Linked DNA regions of Sus scrofa: region 2 is linked to region 1. The links are chromatin contacts, called in public HiChIP or PLAC-seq maps. All regions are on one chromosome and are shown on one strand. The core of a region is the stretch at or near the end of the contact, and the rest is flanking DNA. Distances in the headings are between cores, read along the strand shown. Region 1 holds the start of NID2 (nidogen-2). Region 2 has its middle 62 kb from the start of NID2.

Region 1 (5,076 bases), core at 2,270-4,769:
TAACATCCTTTCAGTTTGAGGGTATTTTTTGCCCATTTTGCTGCTAAGTACATGCTACATTTGAAGAATTGCTCCTTTTTTTTTTCATATTTATGTTTTCCCAACTGATCGTGAGATCCTTAAGGTCAAGAGTCACATCTTGCACTCCGTTATTTCTTACAGCATTGTTTGTCATGGTACCCTCCCAGGAAATAGTTGTTGAGTGGATGAATGAATGAAAGAATGACAAAAACTGGAGAGCAGGGATCGATGAGTCACTAGGCAGACTGGTAAAGAGGATTACAAAACTCAAGTCAGGTTAACAGGAAAGGTGGTGTAGGGACAAGAATGTTTCGTTGGAGCCACAGACATGGATCCTAGCCCCAGGTTGCCTTGCTTGGCTTCACTCATTCAACAAACATTTCTTTAAGCATCCCCCAATGAGCCAGGCAAGCCTTGCTGCAGGCCCTGAATGAGGCAAAGTCCCTGCCCTCCAACTGTGGTGGTGGTGGTGGGGACATGCAGAGACCAGAGATGAGAGGAGATTTGATAATGACAAACACTGGGCATGTGGAACAGAGAGGGGGCTTCCATGTTAGGCCGGCTTCCAGGAATACTTCCTGAAGAGAAGGGTTTTGATTCAAGTCTTGAAGAATGAGTCAGTTTTGGCTAGATGAGATTGATTCTGAAAAGCATTATAGGCGGAAGGACTGCTAGCATGTGAGGATGTTCCAAACTATAAAATAGGAGGTTGCATTTGAGAATTAAAGTCTCAGCTAAAAGGATAGCAGTTGCCAGAACTGAAATTAGAAAAGGACGCTTGAGCTATCTTGCAGAGGGCCTTGTGTTTTTTGTGGAAGTTCCTGGGGCAGGGATATGAACTCACGCCATAGCAGCAACCTGGGCTGCTGCAGTGACAATGCTGGATCCTTATTCTATTGAGCCATACAGGAACTCTATCTAAGTAGAGGTTTACAACTCAAACAGAACTGAATTCAAATCACAGCTCTTGTACTTCCTAGCCATGTAGCAGTAAACTTCTTCTTACCCAAGTCTTAATTTCTTTTTTAAAGTATTTTATTTTATTGAAGTGTTGATTTATAGTGTTATGTTAATTTCTGTGACACAGCAAAGTGACTCAGTTACACACACTCATATTATTTTTTGCATTCTTCTCTATTATGGTTTATCACTGGATATTGAATATACTTCCCTATGCTACACAGTAGGACCTTGTTGTTTCTCCATCCTGTATGTAATAGTTTGCATCTGCTAATCACAAATAATAAATCCATCCCCCTCACCCCTCTTAGCAACTTGGTGTCTTTGAGTCTTTCTCTATCATAGGTAAGTTCATTTTTGTCATATTTTAGATTCCAAATATAAGCAATATCATATGATATTTGTCTTTGTAGGACAAAGACATATATTTCACTTAGTATGATAATCTCTAGGTCCATCCATGTTGCTATGAAGGCATTATTTCATTCTTTTTATGGCTGAGTAGTATACACAGGTTTAATTTCTTTAGCCCAGTGTCTAACTGTATCACTTACCTACTGCTGCATAAAAAATTATCCTAGAGAGTTGCCATTGTGGCTCAGCAGGTTAAGATCTCCACTGGTATCTAAGGATGCAGGTTTGATCCCTGGCCCCACTCAGTGGGTTAAGGATCTGGCATTGCCATGAACTGTGGTGTAGGCCCCAGAAGCAGCTCAGATCCCACATTGCTGTGGCTGTGGCTGTGGTGGCAGCTGCAACTCCAATTAGACCCCTAGCCTGGGAATCTCCATATGCAGTGTGTGCAGCCCTAGGGAAAAAAAAAAATTCTAAACCATAACAGCTTAAAACAACACAGCTTTATTAAATTCTCACAGTATCCATGGGTCCAGAATCTGAGCCCTGCTTAGTGGGGCTCCTCTGCTTCAGGTCTCCCACAAGGCTGCCATCAAAGTGTCAGCCAGAGCTAAGATGTCGTCTCATGACATGTCTGGGGAAGGATCCACTTCCAAGCTCACATACATGATTGTTGGCAGAATTCAGTGCCTTGCTGGATATTGGCCAAAGGCTGCCCTCAGCTCCTTGCCACTTGGACCTTCCCAATATAATGGCTTTCTTCATCAAACCCAGTGAGAGAGTCTGCTAGCAAGACGATTTAGCCTAATCATTGAAATATTTCTCACTGTTATTGCCACATTCTATGGTTTGGAAGTCACTAGGCCAGCCTACACTCCAGGGTGGGGGATTACAAGGGAATGAACAAGAGGAAATGGATGATCCCACAGGAGGGGATCTAAGGGTCTGCCTGACCCACTAACCTATGGCTCATTACCACTACATACATGTTAGCAATTATTATTCTCAGTTGAGAGGTTTACAAAAGCTACAGAAAGTGGGTGAATGATTTCATAGCAAGGAGTAACTCTAGGTGATCTTGGGCAAATCAAGCCACTTAATGATTTTGAGCTTCCATTTCCTCCTCATTACAATGAAAATATCTCTAAATGAGAACATATATGCAAAAACAAATACATTTTTGGAACACCAAATGTGCAGGTCTCCACAGTCCGAGGAAGCAAACTGCTTTGGGCCAGTTTTCCTTTTTTTGTTGATTTCATGAATCTCACAGTCTGATCTTTACAAGATTTTAGAGGTTGGCCCTGTGGGCTGGTAAGGGTTTATATAACTAGAATAAACACCCACAAAAAAAATCTGTCTTTTGAGAGTCCCTTAAGGCATTTCCAAGGGTTTGCCTTTCCCTTCTTTTAAATACCTTTGCTTCCTAGGACCCTATGTGGGGCCTGAGTGAGAAAACAGACTATCTGGGAAATTTCAATCTCTTGATAATAAAATTGGTAATAAAATCTAGTCCGGCTTCTGGCTCTTGGCAGTGAGGATGTTTATGGTGCATGGGGTTCCCCCACACCGTGGCATCTGGTTTGGAGGTTGTGTGGTTTCCAGTCCCGCAGAGAGCTCGGATTACCACCTCTGCGGCTGCGGTCACGGGCCGCTCAGATGTCCACAGACAGTGGGGCTAGAGACCCAGAGTCCCTCCACCGTGGCGCCGTGGCCCATTTCTGCTTGGTGTCCAAACCGGATGCCTCATTCCACGCCCCAAACAGCCCATCACATAGTCGTGTTTCATTGCTTCTCCGGGCGCGGTTTTCCCCGGGGAAGGTAAATAACTCTCTTGACTGGGACTGGCAGGCATTTTGGCCCAGTGGCCCAGTCCTCCTTGGAGGCGGCCTTCGGGAGGGGTATAGAATTTCGGAGTCAGCTACGCTCCCCCCACCCACCCCACTCCCCGACTCCCCACTCCCGGCTCCATACAAACGTGCTTCTCCGCATCGCGTCTCTGAGTGGAGCGGGCGAGGAAGCTGAGGCTGCGACATTGACTTTTGCTTCTCGGCCAGGGACCCCAGGGCAGGGCTCAAACCGTAAACCTCGCCAGCTTCGCCCTGTTCGCCTGCGCGGGACACATCGTGCCAGCTAGCAGCTGTACACACTGCCGCGGGGTGCCCCTTCACACTGAGGTCATCTGCAGCGCTGCTGCCTTCGGACAGTGCGGGCCACTTGGTCCGGGGGAGGGTCTCGGCGGGACCCCTGGCCGGCTTCCACTGGTGGGGTGAAGGTGACCCCTTGAGCTTTTGGGGAGCGGAAGCGGAGGAGAAGGCGTAGTTCCAAGCACGGGCCAGGGGCTTTCACCTCTGCAGTCCAGCCACTCGGTTGACCGCTGCCTTAGAAAACTTTTAACGAGAACCAGATGTGGCGGCTGCTGTCGAACTTTCTCAGAGCCGGCAATTGGTCCCAGGCTCAGGGACGAGGCCAATCAGGCTAGGGCGGGCTTAAAGTCCCGCCTCGCCCTGGCGCCCGCGGTGATCCAGGTTGGAGGCCGGCGCGGCTCGGCTAGTGGGCTGGCAGGCCAGGCTGGGAAGTGCTGTGCCGCCGGGCAGCCCAGGGCCGAACGAGCATGCGGGGGTACCGGGGGGCCAGGCGGCCAGCTCTGCGGGCGCCGCCGCTGCTGCTGCTACTGCTGCTGTCCCGAGCCGTGGCGCTGCAGCCGGACGAGCTATTCCCTTACGGGCAGTCGCTGGGGGACCAACTCCTGCAGGAAGGCGACGACGAAAGCTCAGCCGCGGTGAAGCTGGCTCTTCCCCTGCGCTTCTACGATGCCCAATTTAGCGACCTCTATGTAAGTTGAGCTTCATCCTGGTAAGGGACGCGGCATATTTCTTGCAGCTTCTGCTCAGGGGTCAGTGTAGCGTGGATCTCACCGAACCCCTGCCTTCTGAAGGGAGGAAATAGTCCGCAAGGCCGTCGGTCTTGGAGCGTCCTTAGGGTGGGACCTGGCTTTGCATCGATGCTTTTCAGGATCCGCTGTTTCTTGCTTCAAGAGAGGAAGAATTGTTCGCAGCGGCATTAGCGTCCCAGGTGGAGCTGCTAAAGAGGCCAGTAGGGTTTCCAATTAGGGCAGCGAGAAAGCTGTGAACATCTGCCGAGCTGGGTGTTCCCTCCTCGGACCTGGAGCTTTTTTTCCAGGGTTGTGCGGGAAGAGAGAAGATAGGTGATCCGGTTTTAGGGCTCCTGGACCTATTGCCATGCGCTTATGGGGTAGGGGTGGTGGGTGGGACGATGGCTGAAGTTGCGCTGGTCGCTCTGAACCAGGAGAAGAGTTTCCAGCCGATGGGGAAGAGGGCGCTTCATGCCCGGGGCGGTTCCCTTCCCTCCTTGCGGAGGCCGGGTGTACCGACCTGTGGTGGCCGCCCTTGGGCTTCCTACAACATACGCGACCGTCACCTTTTTGTCCCCCTCATCATCCCCTAGGTGGGCACCAACGGCATCATCTCCACCCAGGACTTCCCTAGGGAGACCCAGTATGTGGACGACGATTTCCCCACAGACTTCCCGGCCATCGCCCCCTTCCTGGCCGACATCGACACAAGTCACGGCAGGGGCCGGGTGCTGTACCGCGAGGACACCTCTCCAGATGTTCTGAGCCTGGCTGCTCGCTATGTGCGCACTGGCTTCCCGCGTTCGGCAGCGCACTTCGTCCCCACCCACGCCTTTCTGGCCACCTGGGAGCGGGTGGGCGCCTAT
Region 2 (5,496 bases), core at 1,033-3,532, 62 kb before region 1:
GAACCCACTGGTATCCATGAGGACGAGGGTTCAATCCCTGGCCCCCTCAGTGGGTTAAGGGTCCTGTGTTGCCATGAGCTGCTGTGTAGGTAGCAGACACTTACACTGCAGGTGTCTGGCATTGCTGTGGCTGTGATGTAGGCCTGCAGCTATAGCTCTGATTCGATTCCTAGCCTGGGAACATCGATATGCCGTAGGTGTGGCCCTAAAAAGAAAAAGAAAAAATAGTATAGTTGACTTACAATTTTGGTTTCAGGTGTACAACATAGTGATTCAATGTTTTTCTAGATTATGCTCCATTTAAAGTTATTATAAAATATTGGCTATATTTCCTGTGCTATACAATATATCCTTGTAGCTTATTTATTTTATACATAGTCACTTGTGCCTTTTAATCCCCTACTGGTATCTTGCCCCATTTCCCCTTTCCTTTCCCCTTGCTAGCCAGTAGTTTGTCCTCTATATCTGTGAGTTTGTTTCTGTTTTGTTATATTCATTTGAATAATTTTTTTTTAATGTTTACTCTGAGGAAAGAACTCTGCTGGGGCTGTAAATAAGATCCGTCCCGCCTTTGACTTAAAGGAATTTGTAAACCAGTGGGAAGGAGTAGAATGTTCATCACTCACTACAGAATTACACGAGTCGGAAGATGAAAATCGAGGTCACCGTGTACAGTGCAGGAAGACAAGGGGAAGAAATAGGTTTCATTTAGGAGAGTTAATGAAAGAACTGCGGAGGAAGTAGCATCTGAACTGATCCTTTGATAGGGAGGAGGATTTTGCCTGATAAAAAGGAAGAATCTGCTGGCAGAGAAAACTGCATTAGAAAAGATACAAGAGCTTTCTTGGGGAAGAGTTACTCTTCCATGCGGTCTGGGAAGGGCAGGTGAAAGCAACGTGACATGATGAAAAAGTCACTGGAAACAGCTGAGCCTGACTGATCAAGTCTGAGCCAGGAGAGACATAATCAGAGGAGAACTGTGGAGGAGGTGACTGGCCGGAAGCGGCATGGAGGACCGGGGGGGAAGGGAGGAGAAGAGACAAGGGAGGAGGTGGAGGCCAGTCAGGAGGACACTTCAGAAGCTGGCATGAGTGAGAGAGTGCTTTCGGGGTCTTCTGTGGTAAACCTGGTCTTGAACCCGTTTTCACTTACGACCTCTGTGACCTTAGGCAAAATGTGACCCCCTTTGGACTTTAGTTTTCTCACATATAAAAGGAGAGGGTAGATCCTGGCTGACATCTGTCCACTCCTCACATTCTTTGATTCTGAGAACTGCATTTGCCCTCTGATGCAAATCTAATGCTGAATGGCCAGAATTAGTTTGTTTCCCAAACTTCATCTTTCTAAAATGGGCAGAGTTCCATCTGGGACCACAACGTGAAATAAAATCCAATTGAAAGTCCCATTGATCTGGTCAAAATTTGGAGGTAGGAGTGAGAACGTAATATTCTTGAGTTAGAACTTATTCAAACTTGTCTTATAACCAGTTTCTACTGTACCAACTTTTCAAGCATGGTTGATTCACAGCAGAGAAAATCTTACCTTGCCGCGTTTACAAACGCATGGGACGGAAGCATGATTTTAGCTCTGAAAATGTGTGGGTTATTTAGGTTACTTCTTATAAACATGAGAGTTTGCTTTAGGGGTAGAGGCCAGATTGCATGACTATAACTGGAAATCTTAGGGAACAGATGAATCATAGAATACATCACTTCAACCGGCAAGCGAATGTATCCTTCTGTTAGAGTTTATCTCAAAATGCCTTGTGAAACCTAAGGGGCTGGAGGAACCCTCAGCTCAAGACACATGTGGGATGCAATGGTCTAACATAGACTCCGGCCCAAAGACCCACCATTGCCTTTTGTTCTTTCCTGAAGGGTGGGAAGGATATGGAAAACAATGCTCTGGCCATGGAGAAGATTCAAGGGAATAAAAATGAATCATCACCGGCTTCCAGGAAACACCAGGAGTTCTCTCAATGGAATGAAGTCCTTCTGTACCTGGGGTGGGAGCAGAGGGAGTGAGAGGAAACAACAGCTGGTGGGGGAGACGGAAGCTGGAGAAAAGGAGACTGCAGCATGACTGGGGCTTGCAACCATGGCCAAGGAACCAGCCAAAAGGGATATGAGTTGATGCAGGCTTCCTGTGGTGTCCCTGAGGGAGATTTTTTTTTTCCCCAGAGCTGCCCTTGGTGATTTCCTAATCAGCTGTCCCAGTCCCTAGTCTCCACCACTTGCAATGTCATCTGCATAAAAATGTGGAGAATGTAACCAACTATTCACCAGTGTCCAATAGGAATCTGTGAATTATGGGGCTGCACATGCACAAAGGGCCTCCGACCAGCAGGCTGGGAATGGGAACTGCTGTCCTAGGCAAAGGAGGCCCAAGGGTCAAGGGACATCTGGAGCCAAGGCCAGGCTCTGAACTGAAGCTTTGAGGGAATTTCAGGCACATCCTGCTGCTTGCTGGACATCCAGGCGTGGGATCTGGGCTAGATTCTCACTTGCCTTCTTGTGCTCTTTTTATTAACTTAATTAGTTAATTACTTTTTAAAGCATCCTCATAGCTCTCCATTTATTTGGGTCTTCTTTAGCATTTCTAAATAAAGTCTTTTTAAAAAAAACTAAAAAAAAAAAAGTTATTTTCAAACTTACAAAAAATAGAGAGGAAAGTGTATTGAACCTGTGCCATCTAGCTTCAATATTTATCAGTATTTTGCAAATTTCTTTCACTTATGTCTCCTCCACTTTTTCCCCCTCAGTGTATTAAATCAAATTCCAAATGTCATATCATTTCAACTGTAAAAACTTCAGAATATATTACTAGCAGGTAAAGGCTCTCTTTCTCTCTCTTTTTTAACATAACAACACTAATATCATTTGTATTAAAATCAGTAACTTTTTGGAGTTCCCGTCGTGGCTCAGTGGTTAACAAATCCGACAAGGAACCATGAGGTTGCAGGTTCAATCCCTGGCCTTGCTCAGTGGGTTAAGGATCCGGCGTTGCCGTGAGCTGTGGTGTAGGTTGCAGACATGGCTCAGATCTGCATTGCTGTGGCTCTGGTGTAGGCCGGTGGCTACAGCTCTGATTCAACCCCAAGCCTGGGAACCTCCATATGCTGTAGGAGCAGCACAGGAAGTGGCAAAAAGACAACAATAAATAAATAAATTAGTAAATTTTGATATCATATAACCAGGGAAAAAGTCATATATTTCTTATACTATAAGATTCAGACAAGACCCACACATAGCACACATTAGTTCCTCTCTCTCTTTTTTTTTAATGCCATCTATTTGGAGGAGAAATTTGATCAAATGTTTCATAGAATTTTTCATAGTCTACGTTTGACTATTGCATTCTTGTGGCATTTTTCTAAGGATTCCTGATTCCTTTTTATTGGGAAATATTATTTAGAGACCACCATTTGGGCATGAGGGATGTTCTTTGTTACTAAATTGTCATTGTTTTACAGGTTTTTCAGAGTAAACAATGCAAAATATATACATTTAAGATGAGAAAAAAATAAGTTCTTATTGATAGTTCCAATTTAAACTTAGGAATACAAGAGTTTTCCTTAACTTGTTTTGTATTTGTATCTTGTTTTCCCCTTGCCAAACAATTTTGTTTCTATGTTAACCAAAGGTAATTACTTATTACTTTTAGTTTACAACACATTTACTGTAGGTTAAGATTTCTTTGTAATGATTCCATGGAGGCAACATCATCTCTTGTGTCTCTGAGGATACTAATTATAGGGTTTTTTTCCCCTGCACTGATTTATTTTTTCTTCCCTTTATTGTTTCTATTTTCGAAGTTCAAATTTTCTTAAAAGTCTAGTGAACCTTGGCTGTTGAATCAAAAATAAAAGATACTAAAACATCAGTATTACTGATAACAGTAAGATTACTAAAATGAGTATAAAATCAAAGGAATTAAGTAAAAATCCCATAATCTCATATTTGAATAGGGGATATCAGTATGAATTCATTTTTTTTTCTCTTATAATAATGTAAAAGTACATATTTCATTGCTCTGTCTCTTGAAAGGCCTAGAGGCAATAAATTTAGTAGTAGAAAAGCACCACAAGCATTCAGATTATGGTCTCTAAATGCCATTCCCCACTAAGAGGAATCAGAACTTTTTAAGAAAATTCCACTTCTAGAGCAGGAGTTAAAAGGTGAGTCTGGGGTATTATTTTATGTCAAAGAAGAAACAATCCATCTTTCGAAGCAGCCACATCAAAAGGACAAAAAAGCCATCCTTACGAGGCTCCCATTGGCCAAAGATGGAGCCATTTGAACATGAAAAAGAGTTAGAACACATCAGAGAACTAAAAATTCATGAGTTTATAATGATTTAAAAAGTGTCACTGTGGAGTTCCTGTCATGGCTCAGTTGTTAACAAATCCAACTAGGAACCATGAGGTTGCAGATTCAATTCCTGGCCTTGCTCAGTGGGTTAAGGATCCGCCGTTGCCCTGAGTTGTGGTGTAGGTCACAGATGCAGCTCAGATCCCTCATTGCTGTGGCTGTGGTGTAGACTGGAGGCTACAGCTCCGATTAGACCCCTAGCCTGGGAATCTCCATATGCTGCGGGTGCAGCCCTAAAAGGACCAAAGGAAAAAAAAAATGACATTGCTCACCTTTGGAAGACACTAGGGCACCAAATCTTTACTAAAAAATGTATTGAAAAGGGAACTATCAAAGATTTTATCCTGCCTTGTATTTCAGTACTGTATTTCACGGTAACCAAATTACTGATAAGGAAAAGTTCTTTATAGAATAATTCAACCAGTGAGTACAGAAGGAATGATAAAATCATAAAAATCACCGTTTTGCAGTTGCTAATAAAATAATCAATTTAGACAACAATTATCAGTGTTTGCTAAAACAATTAGGTTAAAAGTCAATGAAGAGCTTCATAATGGAAATATTAGACTGCTATCACTTGAATCCCGCTGACAAATCTCGGTTATCATTGAAAGTAAAACAGCTGGACTATATGATGGTGCTTTACAATAGGAAAAGCACACCACCACTTAGGAACTTTTCTTGCAAAAAAAAAAAAAAAATCAAACCTGAATCTTGCTAAGTCAGTAGGTTTAGCTACCAGTTTACAGAAAACAAGAGGAAAAAAGAACATTTTAAACAAGACCACTAAGATCCAATTAACTAATCCTGATCGAAGTATTTTATAAGCCAAAAGAGCTAGTTTCTCAAATAAATTTATTTATTAAAAAATAAAGGGATGGATTTTTAGAGAATAAATGATATTTAAAAGATAGAATAACCAAAACCAGTGCATGGACCTTCTTTGGATCCTGATTTGAGCAAACATACTATAAAGTACATCTGAGATAATTAGGGAAATTTGAAGAGATACTTAGTATTCAGTTATATAAAGAAATTATTTTAATTTGTATTGTTATCAAAACATCATGGTTGCCAATTTTTAAAAATTCTTAACAATGAAAGATATATGCATACCTAAGTATTT

Evidence for each region. HiChIP or PLAC-seq counts read pairs in DNA pulled down with a chosen protein or histone mark.
Region 2: a contact with region 1 is called in an H3K27ac HiChIP or PLAC-seq map of skeletal muscle, with 4 times the contacts expected there. The contact joins the enhancer-like site here to the promoter of NID2 in region 1. A contact is called at or near these places in 9 of 47 Hi-C or Micro-C datasets (embryonic fibroblasts, epiblast stem cells, heart right ventricle and 4 more) and 1 of 2 datasets of contacts at active chromatin or transcription factors (skeletal muscle).

The regions. Positions count from the first base shown.
Region 1 is chr1:181,771,527-181,776,602 of Sscrofa11.1, reverse strand. It overlaps NID2 (nidogen-2), which reads left to right and starts at 3,519. Exons shown (of 20, transcript XM_021101930.1): 1 at 3,519-4,171; 2 at 4,804-5,076. The coding sequence starts at 3,950.
Region 2 is chr1:181,832,352-181,837,847 of Sscrofa11.1, reverse strand. No RefSeq gene overlaps it. Among named protein-coding and RNA genes, the nearest start is that of NID2, 62 kb to the right of the region's middle. Within about 2 kb of position 2,282, at least 10 of the 83 cell types and tissues checked have an H3K27ac peak or open chromatin away from gene starts, as enhancers often do.